Linked DNA regions of Gossypium hirsutum: region 2 is linked to region 1. Evidence: chromatin contacts called from public Hi-C data. All regions are on one chromosome and are shown on one strand. Each heading gives the region's core, a stretch centred on a gene start, on an enhancer-like site or on the middle of the called end of the contact. The rest is flanking DNA. Distances are from core to core; before and after follow the strand shown. Region 1 has its middle 12 kb from the start of LOC107932956. Region 2 holds the start of LOC107933003 (trihelix transcription factor ASIL2).

Evidence for each region. Hi-C and Micro-C count contacts between places; a contact is called where the count stands out from the background.
Region 2: a contact with region 1 is called in a Hi-C map of leaf, with 2.4 times the contacts expected there. The contact joins the promoter of LOC107933003 here to the enhancer-like site in region 1. A contact is called at or near these places in 11 of 34 Hi-C or Micro-C datasets (fibers, hypocotyl and leaf).

Annotation. Positions count from the first base shown.
Region 1 is chrD07:446,044-453,389 of Gossypium_hirsutum_v2.1, forward strand. No RefSeq gene overlaps it. Among protein-coding and RNA genes, the nearest start is that of LOC107932956, 12 kb to the left of the region's middle. Within about 2 kb of position 3,663, at least 5 of the 9 cell types and tissues checked have an H3K27ac peak or open chromatin away from gene starts, as enhancers often do. A contact at or near this core is called in fibers and leaf, where this site is marked.
Region 2 is chrD07:500,941-508,286 of Gossypium_hirsutum_v2.1, forward strand. It overlaps LOC107933003 (trihelix transcription factor ASIL2), which reads left to right and starts at 4,253. Exons shown (of 2, transcript XM_016865138.2): 1 at 4,253-5,752; 2 at 6,858-7,162. The coding sequence starts at 4,701. The coding sequence ends at 5,744. It overlaps LOC107932967 (probable sulfate transporter 3.5), which reads right to left and starts at 1,036. Exons shown (of 12, transcript XM_016865099.2): 1 at 685-1,036; 2 at 400-607. The coding sequence starts at 988.

The DNA.
Region 1 (7,346 bases), core at 2,413-4,912:
TTTTAGTCATTGTACTTTTTGAATTTTAAAAGTTCAATCTTGACCCAAACAATAGTAGTCAAATTTGTTTGATTAAATTATGTTATTAGTCATAGAAATATCAATATTATATCAATTATGCTAATTTGTTTGGCTAGCTATCAATTTTGATGTTAAATGTTCACATCTAACGTAGAGCATGTTTAAAACAATTGATCAAATTATAATTAGTATGTACCTACCGCATGGACAATTGAGATCTAATGTATCAAAAAAGCAAACTATGTCATCACCATTTAAGAGGAGTATTTCCCTTTCTTTTTTACCTGTCAAATCCAAGTTATCCATGCGATAGATACATGCTTATTTAAAATTTGATTTATGTACTTTATATTTGAGTTGTTTGATTTATACAATGATGATACTTTCAAGACTCAATAAAATGCTTTGAAGTTTGAAGACCGATTTAGAATTTGAACTATAGTTCGAGGATGTACAATGAAATTAACCCTTCTTTTCTTCAATTGCTGGATTCCTACGTAAGAATGTAATAAAAAATTGCTTCACTTTTCTTGTGATCTATGTTTGGATAACGTGTTTACCCTTGCTTTAGCTGTTTTGAACTTTGTTAAATTCTTAATTAACAAATGTCAGAAAACTTAAAGGAAAAAAAAGTGGAAAAAAAAAACAGAATAACTATGTTTGTAGCTATTTGAAAAAAGAAAGAAAAAAAGGGTTTGATTTTACGCAAATAACGTCAATCAAGGAGCCTTTGTTGGTACAAATCAATGGCTAACAACAAATATTTTGTATGTTCATTGCCCATAATTATAGACTGGTCTTCCTATTTACAGAATTTAAATTTAAAAAAAGCAACAAAAAAGTTAGCTTATGTTTGAATGGGGGTTCTAACAAAGGAATTGGACAGATTAGCATCTAATCTGTTTGGTTTAGTAAATTAAATTACAAAGAATAGTATTACAAACGATGTTTCTGGCTGGAACCAAGCATGTTAAGTACAACATATCTGGCTAGGATGGCGCCCGGGCAAGCAGGTGCCTCAAAAATGGTGATGCATTTATGTTATACATGTACGCTCCGCCACTAGGATACCTTCATGAAGGCATCATAATCTCTTAACTTCGCCATACAAATTGTTTTGCTACATCACAAGCTAACCATTTCAGACAATTAGACTACTACCACTGGACTAATCAATTAAATTGGGAATTAGCTGGTATACAAGTATAAATATTAGTGTTGAATCCATATCTAACAGATGAATCGATCTTATAATATTTTTAATAATTTATTTAATTATTGTTGGCCTGACAATTGAATTAGTTGAATCAAAATTAGTAATTTAATTGATTCAACTAGTGATGTTTGAATTGGATTAGGAATCAATCAGAGTATCGGTTTGAAGAGTGACTTTGAACCGATCAGATTAAGAACCAATACGAACCGGTTGAACTGAGATTTTTTTTAAAAAATTAAATTTTTTGAATTTATAATAATTTTTTGATCAGATCAATTGAATTGATTGAACCAGTAAACTAACAACTTGAACGATTTGACCATTGTTTCAATTTAAAAAACATAAAATTCAACTATCAATCCAATTATTAAACATTACTGACAAAATATCAATCACTTATATCATGTAATGTAATCATCTCATGTTACATAAGAAAGAATCAAGAAGTGGCCACCTAACATATTAGGAGGCGATACATGACAAGGGAAGCTGACCATATTTATATCTCGCCACTGAGCAAGGGAGGATCACACATAGACACTTTCCTTCAAGCTCCAACCCCCATTTTTCATCCTCCCTACCTTCTTGCTCCTTCTCCTTTCCATCCTTACTCTTCCATCAAACCCTACGACTTTCAACCCAAATAAGGTAAAACGACTCTAACTTCCACGCCACTTTTTGGTATCAACAAAGTTAATACAATGAAAATTTTGTACTTATACACTCTAAAAAATTTATAATTTAGTTTTGGCCCTCCCTAAAAGAAAGTTTTAACTTTGTCCCTTTATTTGGTCTTTATTCTTCCAAACATGTCCATCATGGATTGCCTAGATTTAGGCCTAGTTCGGGAGAACAATTTGGCAAGTTACGTGGCACAAAATCATTAACGCATCTTTACATTGAATTTCTAAAATTTTGGAAGTGTTTAATTAAAAGTTTCAAAATTTTTGAAGGGTTTAATGAGAATTTTTTAAAACTTTGAGGTCTTAATTAAAATTTTCAAAAGCCTAATAAAAATTTCCAAAAATATTTAGATAGGCCAAGGCTCTCGACTCCCATTATGGTCTGTCTATACACAAAAATTGCAAAGGCAAGTCGAATACAGTTTATAAAAGAATTTGAAGGTAGGGACCTTCCAACACTTAGGAGAGGATAGGTAGTGTCAGCTAAAAATATTAGTAAAATTATTTTTTTTTAATTACGATATGTTTTATGTTAATTTTATGATTCGTGAATATTAAATTTTTTGATATTTGTGATTATTCTTTTCAACAACATCATTTTTAAAAAGAGAAGTTGAATTCTCCTGTTAAAATTGTAATATTCTTTACCATTACACCTAGCACTTGTTAATAATAAATTACATTTTGATCTTTCCAAATAATATAATTCAATATCAATCTTTAATATAAAATTTTTAGCTTCGTCCTATTGACAAGAGATGGAATTGGAAGCACTTAGGGGATACATTCAACAGCAAAAATCTGATAGGTATATTGCATTTTCAATAAAGAACAAAAGTTCAGATCTTGAAAATAATATTGTTAGGAGGGGCAACCATGAATCCCGAATTTTGAATTATAAAACAGACATGAAGATATGGTATCCTCACTTTATACCTAGACATTCAATCATTTCATGGACCCAAAAATGGTATAATTACCATTTAAACTCTTCATGTTTTGTGAAATTGTAAATTAATATAATAACCATTACTAACTCTTTTTTTTTAACAAATTTTTAGTTTCTCCCTAAATTCACTCCAAAAAGTCATATAAATAGACCATTTTGTCTTTTTGATTGATCTATATGTATAGAATGATCTAGCTTGTGAATCTAATATAGTAAAGATTTAGGAGTTTTGACTACTTTTTTATAAGTGAATAATTCTAATTATATCCTCAAATTATCGGTGTTATATTAATTAGGTTCTTTTGTTATTAAAATTATTAATTTAACTATTAAATGATACATCGGATCTTGTATGACATAATCTAAAATGAATATTGTTAAAATGGATGTTGTCAAAATATTGATTTTAAATTTTTTGGAACTTTTACGGATGCTTTATCGTTCACTCTTTTATTTTTTTAGTTTTACTTTATTTTTAGTATTTACTTTTAAAAGTTATGCTGCAACATCTTTTTTCTTAAAAATATCTAAAATTTGGCTATATAAGATTTGACACGTCATTTAACAGTTTTACTAACGAAAGGGCTTATTGATATAACTTGAATAATTTGGAGATATAATTAAAACATCTTAAAATATGAGAACTAATTTAAGATGAGGTTTGAGAACTCATAGAAATTGGGTGGTTAACATGTCAAACCTCCTTTAGAAATCCAAACAGAAAATAACATTGATGGCCCAAATAAATAGATATTATCATCTTGTTTAATGAACATGTATGTCATCACTACTTTCTCAAAGAGAAACTAATAGGCCCAAATATGAAAACTAGGCCTAAATTACACTCATGGGCTTGTTCATGGTGGCTCATGTCAAATTTTTAAAAATTTTGGAGGCGTTAATTAAAATTCCAAAAATTTTAAGGGTTCTGAATTGAAATTTTAAAAAATTTGAAAACCCAAGGCACCCTGGCTCCATTATAGTCAGCCTCTTGTTTTTATTAGGACTTCTAACATATGGTTATATATTGTATTAAAATTATATATAAAATTTGATTTAATATGTAATTTAATATATGAATTTTAATTTTTTATAATTATAAATATTAAATTTTGATTTCAATTTAATTGTGCATATTTAAAAAAATGAAGACATCGATTTATTTTTATATTATAATTATTTATGTATGTAATATGTAAATGTAAAATTGTATTATGTCGATAATAATGTTAGTTGTTTATAAAAATTAAATCAAACCAAAATGACATGCGCAAACCTAAAGTTCGTGTATAACATTGCATTTTTAACCAAAGTTTATGAGCAATTTTAGAATTCATTCTTATGTTCTTCCCCATAAAATAAGATGATACATTTGAAATGTAAATTTTTCAATATGACCTCATATTTAAGTAACTCGCTTTTAGTATCAAATTTTACATTTCAATCCTTAAAATTTAAAATCCGAAAAGAGGTGTCAACCGAATTTAAGGTGAAATCGCAAAAGATTTCCATAACAGTGAAGTTTTAATAAACATTGGGTCTTATGTTCGGTCCTAAACACTACTACCATTTAAATAAGACTCTAAATAGAGTTATTAATTCCATTACCAAAATTCGAGTCCTATTTTTCTTTTTCTTTTTCTTTTTACATCAAAGTCTTCAATTGTATTAATTTATCGGGACCATATTTCATTTACCAACTTGACTCAAATTGGCTTACTCTTGTTGTTGAAGTTGCATTACTAAGCCAACATCCCATCACCATCACAACAATTTAATAACCAAAAGGTTTTAGAAACTTGTACTAGTAGTTGAAAATTGTGATATATTTAATTGTTGTGGTTAAAGTTATGACATGAAATTTGGATCAAGGTTAATACGGACGGCGCGTGTGACGGAAGTTGTCGACGTTCGTCTGTTGGAAGAGTCTTGCAGGGCTCGGATGGGGACTGGCAGCTTTGATTTGCGATGAATATAGGGCTGCTTCGGTTTTTCAATTGGAGGCAAGGGCCTCTAGCTGGCTTGGGTGAATGGGGTATAGGAAGTAGAGTTGGAGAGCGACAATGGTGTTCTTGTCGAAGCTTTTCGGGCCGGCTGTGCTGTGGACAGCAATCTTACTGAGTTACGCTTAGTGTCGCAAATGCTCAGTCGGAGTTGGTGGTCCGTTTACGGTAAGTCCAGCAAACTGCAAATCTCGTCTCTGATCATATGGCCAAACTTGCACATGCTGATATTGGTTTAATGCAAGTGTTTGCAGAACCACTCGGATCAGTTTTGCGGATTCTGGCGGAAGACAACTTCAGTTTTGTAGTTGGTGCTAACTAGTCCTGTTAACTAGTTTCCTTTCAACCCCCAAAAAAAAAAAATTATGACATTGAAATTTATTTTCTTCTTCGTTCTCAATCATATTCAATCGATATAAAATTTGTATATCCATTAAATGCTTAACATCGTTTAAAAAATGGTTCCATATCATTATTTTAGTGATAATAATTAAATGTGAAATCAATTTAGATTTACTAATAATATTATAAAAATAAAAAGTAAATTAAATCAAATTGAGAAAACTTTAAAAAAAATTAAATAACTTGATGAAAATTTCTGAAAGTTTTGGTACAAGATACCTTGACTCCTATTGTAGTTCATATCTTGTTAGAATTATTAGAGTTACAACTTAGGGTTAATATTTGCTACATTGACAATGTATTGTTTTTATTTCACAAGCATGTTGTATGTCTCTCTTTTTTTTAAAAAAAAAATATTTATTATATCTCTAGGACATTTGTCAACCCCTGATGTTTCTCGTGGGGTATATTTTTCTCATAAAACAAATTGATACATTTGAAATTTAAATTTGTCAATATATAACCCCATTTTTAAGTGCTTGGCACCTAGTATCAAATTTTACAATTCAATTTTATATTAGATTAGATACTTTTAAAGAATTTATTTTGGTTCAAGTAATCACAAATTATAATTCCGAATAAAATTATAAATTGAATTCATAATACAATCGTTAAAGATTTTCAATATAAACATTACCTACCTTTCCTTATATATATAAATCCATGATGTTGATCAATGATTCCATGACCCAAAATTCAACTGTACTAAATTATGGGGACCATATTTCATTTACTAACTTGACTCCAATTATACCATTAGAGGGTCGTGTACTCTTGTTGTTGAAGTTGCATTACTAAATCCAGCACCCCATCACTGTCACAATGACTAAAAAGCTTTAGAAACTTAGAGACTTAATTTCTCTATTTTTATAATTTTATTAGTAGGCCTACAATCATGATATATTTATTTGTTGCTGTTAAAGCTATAAAGTGGAAGTCATTCTTTTTACTGTTTTTCGATGGTATAATTAGAGTGATAGGATAAGAATACATAAAATTATCAATAAAAAATTTACATATCAATTGAATATTTAAAACCATTTAAAAGTTATTTCAGGTCATTATTTATTCTTTTTTTTTTTAATATTAATCCCATCATAAGTTCTCATCATATTTACTTTTTTTGATACAATGCCTAAAATTAACTATTGCCCCTCCCAACCCTTAAATAGGAGAATAATGCATTTCAGCGCAATCAAACCCTCGCCCTACTAATAATGTTATAAGTCATGTTAAAGTAAAAATAAAAAAATATTAATTTCATTATAGGTTCTTATTACATCTGCTCTTTTTGATACAATGCCTAAAACTACCAATAGCTCCTCCCAACCCTTAAATATCAAATATTAAATTTCAATAGTGTAGAAAACTAAAGCCATAATTAAACCTAAACATGTTCAAGAATCATGCTTTTCGTTCAAGCCCAAGATTTGTCCAAAATTTGGGAGAGTTAGGACATACATATTAGAATTGAAAAATGGGTTAAGATAAAAACATTAGACCCGTTTAAAATATGGGATGATTCAGTCTCTAAAATTCAAAATATGAGCTCGATTTAACTCTTTTTGCAGTTTGTAATTTTTTCTTTTATATATTATGAAAAATAGACATAGTATACTATAATGTAAATACTAAAAATATATTAAGTTATTTTTGTTTATAAATTTTAAAAAATAATAAATATATAAAGATAGCAAAAGATATATATAATTACTAATTAATGGATTAATATATCATTTGCTACTCGAGCTTGATACTTGTTTCTTATGTGGTACCTGTGTTATTTTGGTCCAATTGAGTATCTATATTTGACAAAAGTTATATATTTTGGAATCCAAAGATAATGGTACTAGCATTTAGTGCTTAATTCGGGTTTTCAAGGTTGATTTTATGAAAGTTAATTGTTAATATAATTATTAGGTTTGAATTTTTTATGATTTTGTTGATATAATAAATTTAGTGCTAATTGTGAGTTTGTTTAATTTTGCATTTAATTTGTCAAATATAGTCTGATGGATGTGATTTAATTTGGGTTTTAGGGTTAATTTGATGAAAGTTAATTGTTAATTTTA
Region 2 (7,346 bases), core at 3,003-5,502, 55 kb after region 1:
CTTTCAATTGAATCTATTTTTGTTTTTACAGAAGTTGCCAGGAAACCCAAATTACATTTTCGTTGGCTTTTATAGCTGATTTTGCTACTGTTTGTGTCCTTTTGCTCGCTTATTTTCTTCTTTGGAGGCATTTAATGGGCATGGTGGTGGGTCGGTGGCAGAGAGTTGAGGTGACAGAAGCAGGTGGTGGCAGCGACGGCAAGTGGGGCACTAGGGTTTCAGTCTTTGAAACCCTAGTCTGATGTGGGCTTGTCCATTGGGCTCGGGTATTGGGGCTTAGTGTTTGGGCCCCGGGTTTTAATGGGTTTGTTGGGTAAAATGGCCTGTAACAGGAATAATTTGAATTCTAGGTAGTAGTTAGGATTAACCTAATGTCATTAGATGTATTAAATGACTAACCTGCAAAATCCTAAAGCAGTTTGGAAAATCCCAGTGAAGAAAGTTGAAGTGTAAATCAAGTGAAGATACAATGTGGGGTCATCTTTTGATGATACCACAGCTCCTAGGGTTTCATGCATAAGCAACGAGCATGCCGCTACTGTTCCGACCGCTAAGTTATTTGAGCTCCCGAACACAGTATAAATAAGAGGTGGTACGAAGCTTGAATCTATGACGAATAACACGAATCAATACGACATATTTTTAGTGAAAAAAACCATTGAAGCCAAAGAGATTATAACTTACATAAGCCGATAATTGGAGGAAGATCAGCCAATTTGGCGTAGCTAATCCCTTGAGGGATCGCGAGGCTTGTAATGGTGATACCGGCAAGCACGTCATATCTAAATAAATGTAGATTGTACCTAGGTAGCCATTCAAAAATTGGGATGAAATATTGGATCGTTTTCTTGATTTTTTGCAATAGTTTGTCATGTCGGAACTTATCGAACGGATCATCAGGGAAGAACGTTTCTTTACAATCTTTTTTGAATGTTTTAATAAATTTTCTTGGGGTTGTGAAATTCACCGTATGTTTCGAATCCGTCATAATAAAAGAATAAGAAGTAAAATAATTCAAATCAGATTGGATCTGAAACCAAATCGATGTGGAGAGAGTGTGGAATAAAGGAAAAGAGTTTGGGAGTGAGATTTATATGGAAAACAATTAGTACGGAAATAATGCCAAAATAGTGGTTACAACTAACGAAAAATTTGACGAAGTTCGAAATGTTCGTCTTGGGACAAATGAAATGCTAGCATAACTCTATGTATGCCATATAAGTTTGTCTTAACACAAAACGAGGAATTAGTTGTATACAATTAATTTTACTACACTTCTTTTTTTCACTTTTAATTTTATGTTTTCACTTGGATTATCTTGATCTTAATTATCTATAATCTAAGGTTTTCATGTAAAATAAAAAACAATATTACCGATTAAGTCTTAGCTCAATTGACATTAGCCTTATTGTCAATTCAAGAGACGTGAGTTTGAACACGTTGAAGCGTATTTATCTTCTTAGGTAAGAGTTGGTAAGAGGCTATAGGTAGTTCTAGGCCTAGGTATTGTATAAAAAAAAATCTTAGGTGGATGAGTTTATAATACGACAACTAGAATGCTTCATTGATTGACATGTCAATATTTTATAATATTAAAATAAAAATTAAGATTCACTATTAATTTAAAATCAATTTAATTTTGGAATCAATTCTATTAATTATATTTTTTTCTTTTACATTATTATAAATGAATGCCTCATCTTTAGTGATTATTATTATTGTTGGCTAAAAAAAAATGAAAATACCCTAAAATCCAATATAATTAAGTGACAAAAAAAATTGAATAGTTAAATAACTATTTTGTAACTTTTCATAGTTAAGTGATAAAAAAAACCAAAAATTATAGTTGAGTGACTATTAATATAGTTTACCCTTTACTTCTGTAAGAATCTGAAGTCCTATAGAATGAATTTTCTTGACTATATTACTTGTAAAATGTTTTAATCTTTTTCTAGTTCGAAGTAATTTAATTAATTCATACTACTCATAACTCATACACAGGGCGTAGCTAGGTGGGCTGGCAGGAGCCCCGCCTCCCTTAAAATGAAAATTTTTTCATTTAGATCTTTTATTTTTTAAAATTTTAAATTAGTAAATGTAAAATTGCACTTTGCCTCCTAAAAATGATAAAAATTTGATTTAATCATTTAAAAATTATAAAGATATAGGCTATTAAAATAGTAAAATTATATTTTTATTATCGTAAAAATTACAATTTAATTTCGACTCCCTAAATAAAATTTCTGACTTCATCCCGGTTGATACATCATACAAGCAAACAAAATAGTAAAATAATATTTTTGGAAGAAGCCCAACACATTTAAAACGAATGTCTCATATTGATATAATATTACATACATTAAAATAACCACAGTTATATTACTCATATTAAATGCAATAATTTTTGTTATGACATAACAAATTAAAAAAAAAAACCTTAACTCACAAATCTGTATATTGTTTTTTTTTAAATTAGAACCTAATTTTTTTTATTAAAGGTGATATCTAAACTATTATTTCATTATTTATTTTAGCCCAAAACGTCAACTTTGTTTTAAAAAAAAATCTTAACCAATAATAAGTTGACATGTCATCTAGTAAAAACAATTATTTTTTCTATTTCATTTTTTTATTTCTTTATTTACCTTTTTCTTTTTCTATTTGCATTTCTTTCTTCTTTTGCCATAAACAATCCAAACATATTGTGTCTTGATTATTATAAATTAATGGGAAAATGCATTTTGCAGAGGATGCATGCTAGATATTGTCTTTTCATTTTCTTTGCCCGTCCACTCAGGAATGAGTTTTTGAACTAATTCCTTCAAATAGTAGGATGTTGCTTGATAGTCTAGGTTGTTTATGAGATAAGAGGAAAGAAAGGAGAATAGAAAAAAGAGAGAAGAGAGAAGAAAGAGAATTAGAAAAAAAAAGAAAGGCAATTAAAAAGAAAAAAAGAATTTAGAGAGTTAACATTTTGGGCTAATTTTTTTAAACTAAATTAACATTTTTAGCTAAAAAGTAAATTTAGGATCAGGCAGAGAGCAATATAATAAGATTGTCTAAGAGAAGAATGTGGAATTGGAGCAAGGGGAGGACGCGAGTTGCTTGCCTTTTTCTTCAGGCCGTCAGCCATATACATTGCCTTGAAGTATCACATGTCAAGCTATTATTGGTAAGTTAAAGGCAAGTTGCCAAGTGGTCTAGAGTTATAAGCCTAGGTAGAGTGGCACTATAATGTGCTCTGAGCTACCTTGGATGGGACGTGGTAGTTACAGTCTACTGGCGGTTAATGAGTGAGCCCTTCTGTAAGAGCCGAGGGTTTTTGCGAGGGGTTCCATTTGAGGGGTTTGCATGTACTACTTGTGGAGTAGATGGTTCAAGTCGTCCTATTAAGGTATAACAATCGTCCCCTAGCTAAGGAGGAGGTTATAGAGTGACTTGCCTTAAGGCATTCTTCCTTTCTTTTTTTAAGGAAATTTTTTGAAGGATAAATGGGTTGGGCTTTGAAGACTTCGTCAAAATGTTAGGAGAAAACTTCTGTAAAGGGTTAAGACATGCTTATATTAGGACATGTGCCTTTGGGGTAGTAAGGGTTTAGTATCACCGCGGAAGGTGATTAAAGTTGAAAGGGTGGGTTTTGTGCGTGAAAAGCTTGTATGATTGTCATTTTCCAAACACTACACGTCATTATCACCCACAATTATGACTAGGCATTACAATTCACAATTTGGAATTTGCACATGTAATTACCTTTTGTTTGAGTTTGAAAAACGCCATGTATCACACTATCATTTGTGGATAAGAGGCATGTTTTGTGGTTTTCTGTTTGGAGACGCTCTCTTATCCAAGGAGTTTATATAACTTTGGGTTTGGTCGTTTTATTACTTTTCACAGTAGTTCAAGAACTTCCAAGAAAGTTTTTCTACACTCACAACATCAATTGTTGATAAAACAATGTAGTAGATGGTAGAGATGGATGGTCACCCTGTTTAGGTCAATGTAGATAGTTGTTTAATAATGTTGCTTGAGAAAAATAAGATGGAACCAGAGTTAAGGTAGGAGAAGGTAGTATGCAAATTGCTTGCCCCTCTTCTCAGCCGTGAGCTATATATTGCTCCTTATCTTGGGACACCACATATTAAGTTGTGGTTGGTTAGAAGCAAGTGGTTGGGTGGTCTAGAGTTATAAGCCTAGGTAGAATGGTATTATGATGTACTGTAAGCTACATAAGATAGGACGGTTAATGAATGGGCTCTACTATCAAAGCCCAGGGGTTTTTGTGAAGAGTTATCTTTTAGGGGCTTTGCATGTATTGCTTGTGTAACAATATTTTAGCAATTATCCGCAACAACTTCAGAAGGGATGCATATATTGATTTTCGATTATTCATTATCAAAATTTAATTTTCCGAATCTACTTTACTTTCCTGGCAAAGAATTTAGATATTAAAGTAGTAGTTTCTAGGCTTTAGCTCTTTGAACCCAAGTAAGGCCCAAAATCAAAGATCCGAAATGTCCAAATTCGTGTTACTTTTAATTACCCTCAACCTCATCCCCAAATCATGAAAGCTTCCGAACCCTAGAATTTTCAATTGAGGGTTTGTTCTCCCCACGAAGCATTAATCTTCTTTCTTTTCTGACCTCCAATTCTCAATTTCCCAAAACCCACAACCCTAAAAGAAGGAAACCCTAAAGAGGAAGATGGATGGCGTTGAACCCTACTCTTTTAATCGCCATCCGCAATACCCTCGTTCAACCCGAACTCGCCATGTATACAGTTACGGACCAGACGAAGAGCTCGACGATGAAGAAGAAATGGAACTAGATAACGAAGATGTAGATGACGATAACGACGACGACCCAGATGTTTATTACCACCGCGTCAAAGAAAGCGAGCGTTTTGAAAGGTACCCAAAGCGTCAAAAGGTGAGAACATCAGTCCCTAGCTTCCAATACGCACCTGACCATAGAGATAGCTTAAAAAATGCCTATGATTGGACCCAACAGGAGATTTATGTTCTGTTAGAGGTTTGGGGGAATAGGTTTTTGCAATTAGGGAGGAGGAGTTTGAGGGGTGAAGATTGGGTTGATATTGCTGAGAAAGTTAGTGATGCTTTGAAAAGTATGAAAAATGAAGCTCAGTGTAGGCGTATGATTGATGGGTTGAAGAGGAAGTTTAAGAAAGAGAAGTCGAAAGCTGAGAGAATGGGGTTGAATTCGAGTAAATGGGTGTTCTTTAGGAAAATGGAGATGTTAATGGGGTTGGGTTCTTCTTCGTTTAGGCAACAAGAATCATGGTTGGCTTGTGGAGTCGATTCCGGGGAGTTTGTGTTTATGAATCCGCAAGTTTATTTGGATAGGTCTAATGGTTTCGATGAGATGAGGGATAGTCCTGCAGAGTCAGAGATAGATGATGATGATGATGATGGAGAAGAAGCCGATGGTGGGTCAATGAAAGTGGATGTGAACGATGAGCGTTCGTTGAGGATGTTGGCTGATTCAGTGCAGAGGTTCGGTAAGATATACGAGAAGATCGAGAGTAGTAAAAGGGAGCATATGAAGGAATTGGAGAAGATGAGGATGGATTTTCAGAAGGAGTTGGAAGTACAAAAGCAGCAGATTTTGGAGAGAGCACAAGCAGAGATTGCTAAAATGAAGGAAGAGGATGATGACGATGATGACGAGACTGATGATGATGATGACGGCAACGACAATGGCGATTCGACAGAAAATATCAGCGAATAGGTTTCTTGGTGTGTACTTATTGTGTATCTTTTTTCCTATAGTTTGCCATATCAAATTGCTTCCCGTTATTATAGATCATTTAATGTTGGATATGTTTCATTTGTTTCTCCTGTTTGTATTTGTTAATTGTTGCTTTATCTTGATTCTTGATATAATAGTGCTTATTTTATTTGGAGACTCACCTAAATAAGAAAGATTCATTGCCTATATATATATATATATTAGCATATCTTAACTAATAGTGGGTTAAGTCTGGTCTTCAGTTCAACTTAAGCTGATCAGGCGGGCCTTCTCACTGCCGGATGAGAACCTATAAAGGACCTTGCATAAAAGAGTAGATTTCTAGGCAATAGAAAGGATGGCCGTGTTTGGGCCCAATAATGCCTTTCTTATTCGGTCAGTGTTGATAGAGGTAGCAATAGATCTTACCGAGTATAAGGTCTTGATTAGGTTTCTAGATTGTAAAATTGTGTTGCAATTGAAGCGAATATGAGGTATAGCTTAAATTAATGGTTCTAGAGGTTTAATATGGCTCACCTTGAAATCCTTGTCCTCCTTTCTCCCATTTGTATGAAATGGTTAAAGTAGTTCTTGTACATTAAATCAAAGAGTAAATCGATCATTTATGTTAAAAATTTCATCCATTTGTACTGTTAAAAACTGGCGTGGTTGACGAAATAACCAGACAGCATGTGTACCTCATGCTGGTTTGTAGGGACCAGTTTTAATAGTAGAAATAGATGGAATTTTTAACAAAAAAGATCAGTTTGCTCTTTGATCTATCGTACATGGACTAATTTGTCCATATTTTGAGTAGAGGGGGCAAAATGCAATCTGACTCCTAGTATAGGGGCCTCTATGGTACTTTTACCATTCCTTGGCTTATTATATTTTCAGTCTTTTATGATATAGGATCCATCATAATCTATTGTATGATTATCTAGTTTCATTATTTTAGACCATAATCTTGTTTGTTTCCAGAACTTCTTAATGGCCATTGAACTCTATGCATTTGTTATGGGTTTTTTTTTCTTTCTAAATTATGATGTGGACTTCTCATTATCCGTTGAAGCCCTCATTAATTTTCTGACATTCTAAATGTTCTATTCTCAGCATTCAAAGCTTTATAATGAATGATTGCGTCAATCTGAACGGGCAACGAGAAGTACGTTCAATGGAGAATCTTGTGCTTTCTACATGGTGAGATTTCGTATGGAAGTTGAAAGTTTGTCTTTTTGGATGTTTTGTATTTAGAATCTATTAAATGTATGATATGTTAGGCTAGCTTTCATCATCTTCTTCGTATATATGCTGCCATTTGAAAATATTGAGCTCATTTTGACAGCTTTTTAAAACTGGCTCCTTAGAAGGCTTTTTAGACCGAACAAATGAATGCAGATTATCCTTGATTTCCTTTTTTTTTGGCCCAAGTTTCATTTGCTAATTTGAGAGAATACTTAAATCCAAGAGTTTAATCTTTGAAATGATGAGATGCATTTTTGAAGGATCATTTGATGCTTCCCAATTATTGATTGCAAATTATAAGCTTGCATTGACTCGAAGCCTGAACATTGCTTTAGGGCGTCAAAGATGAATGATAAA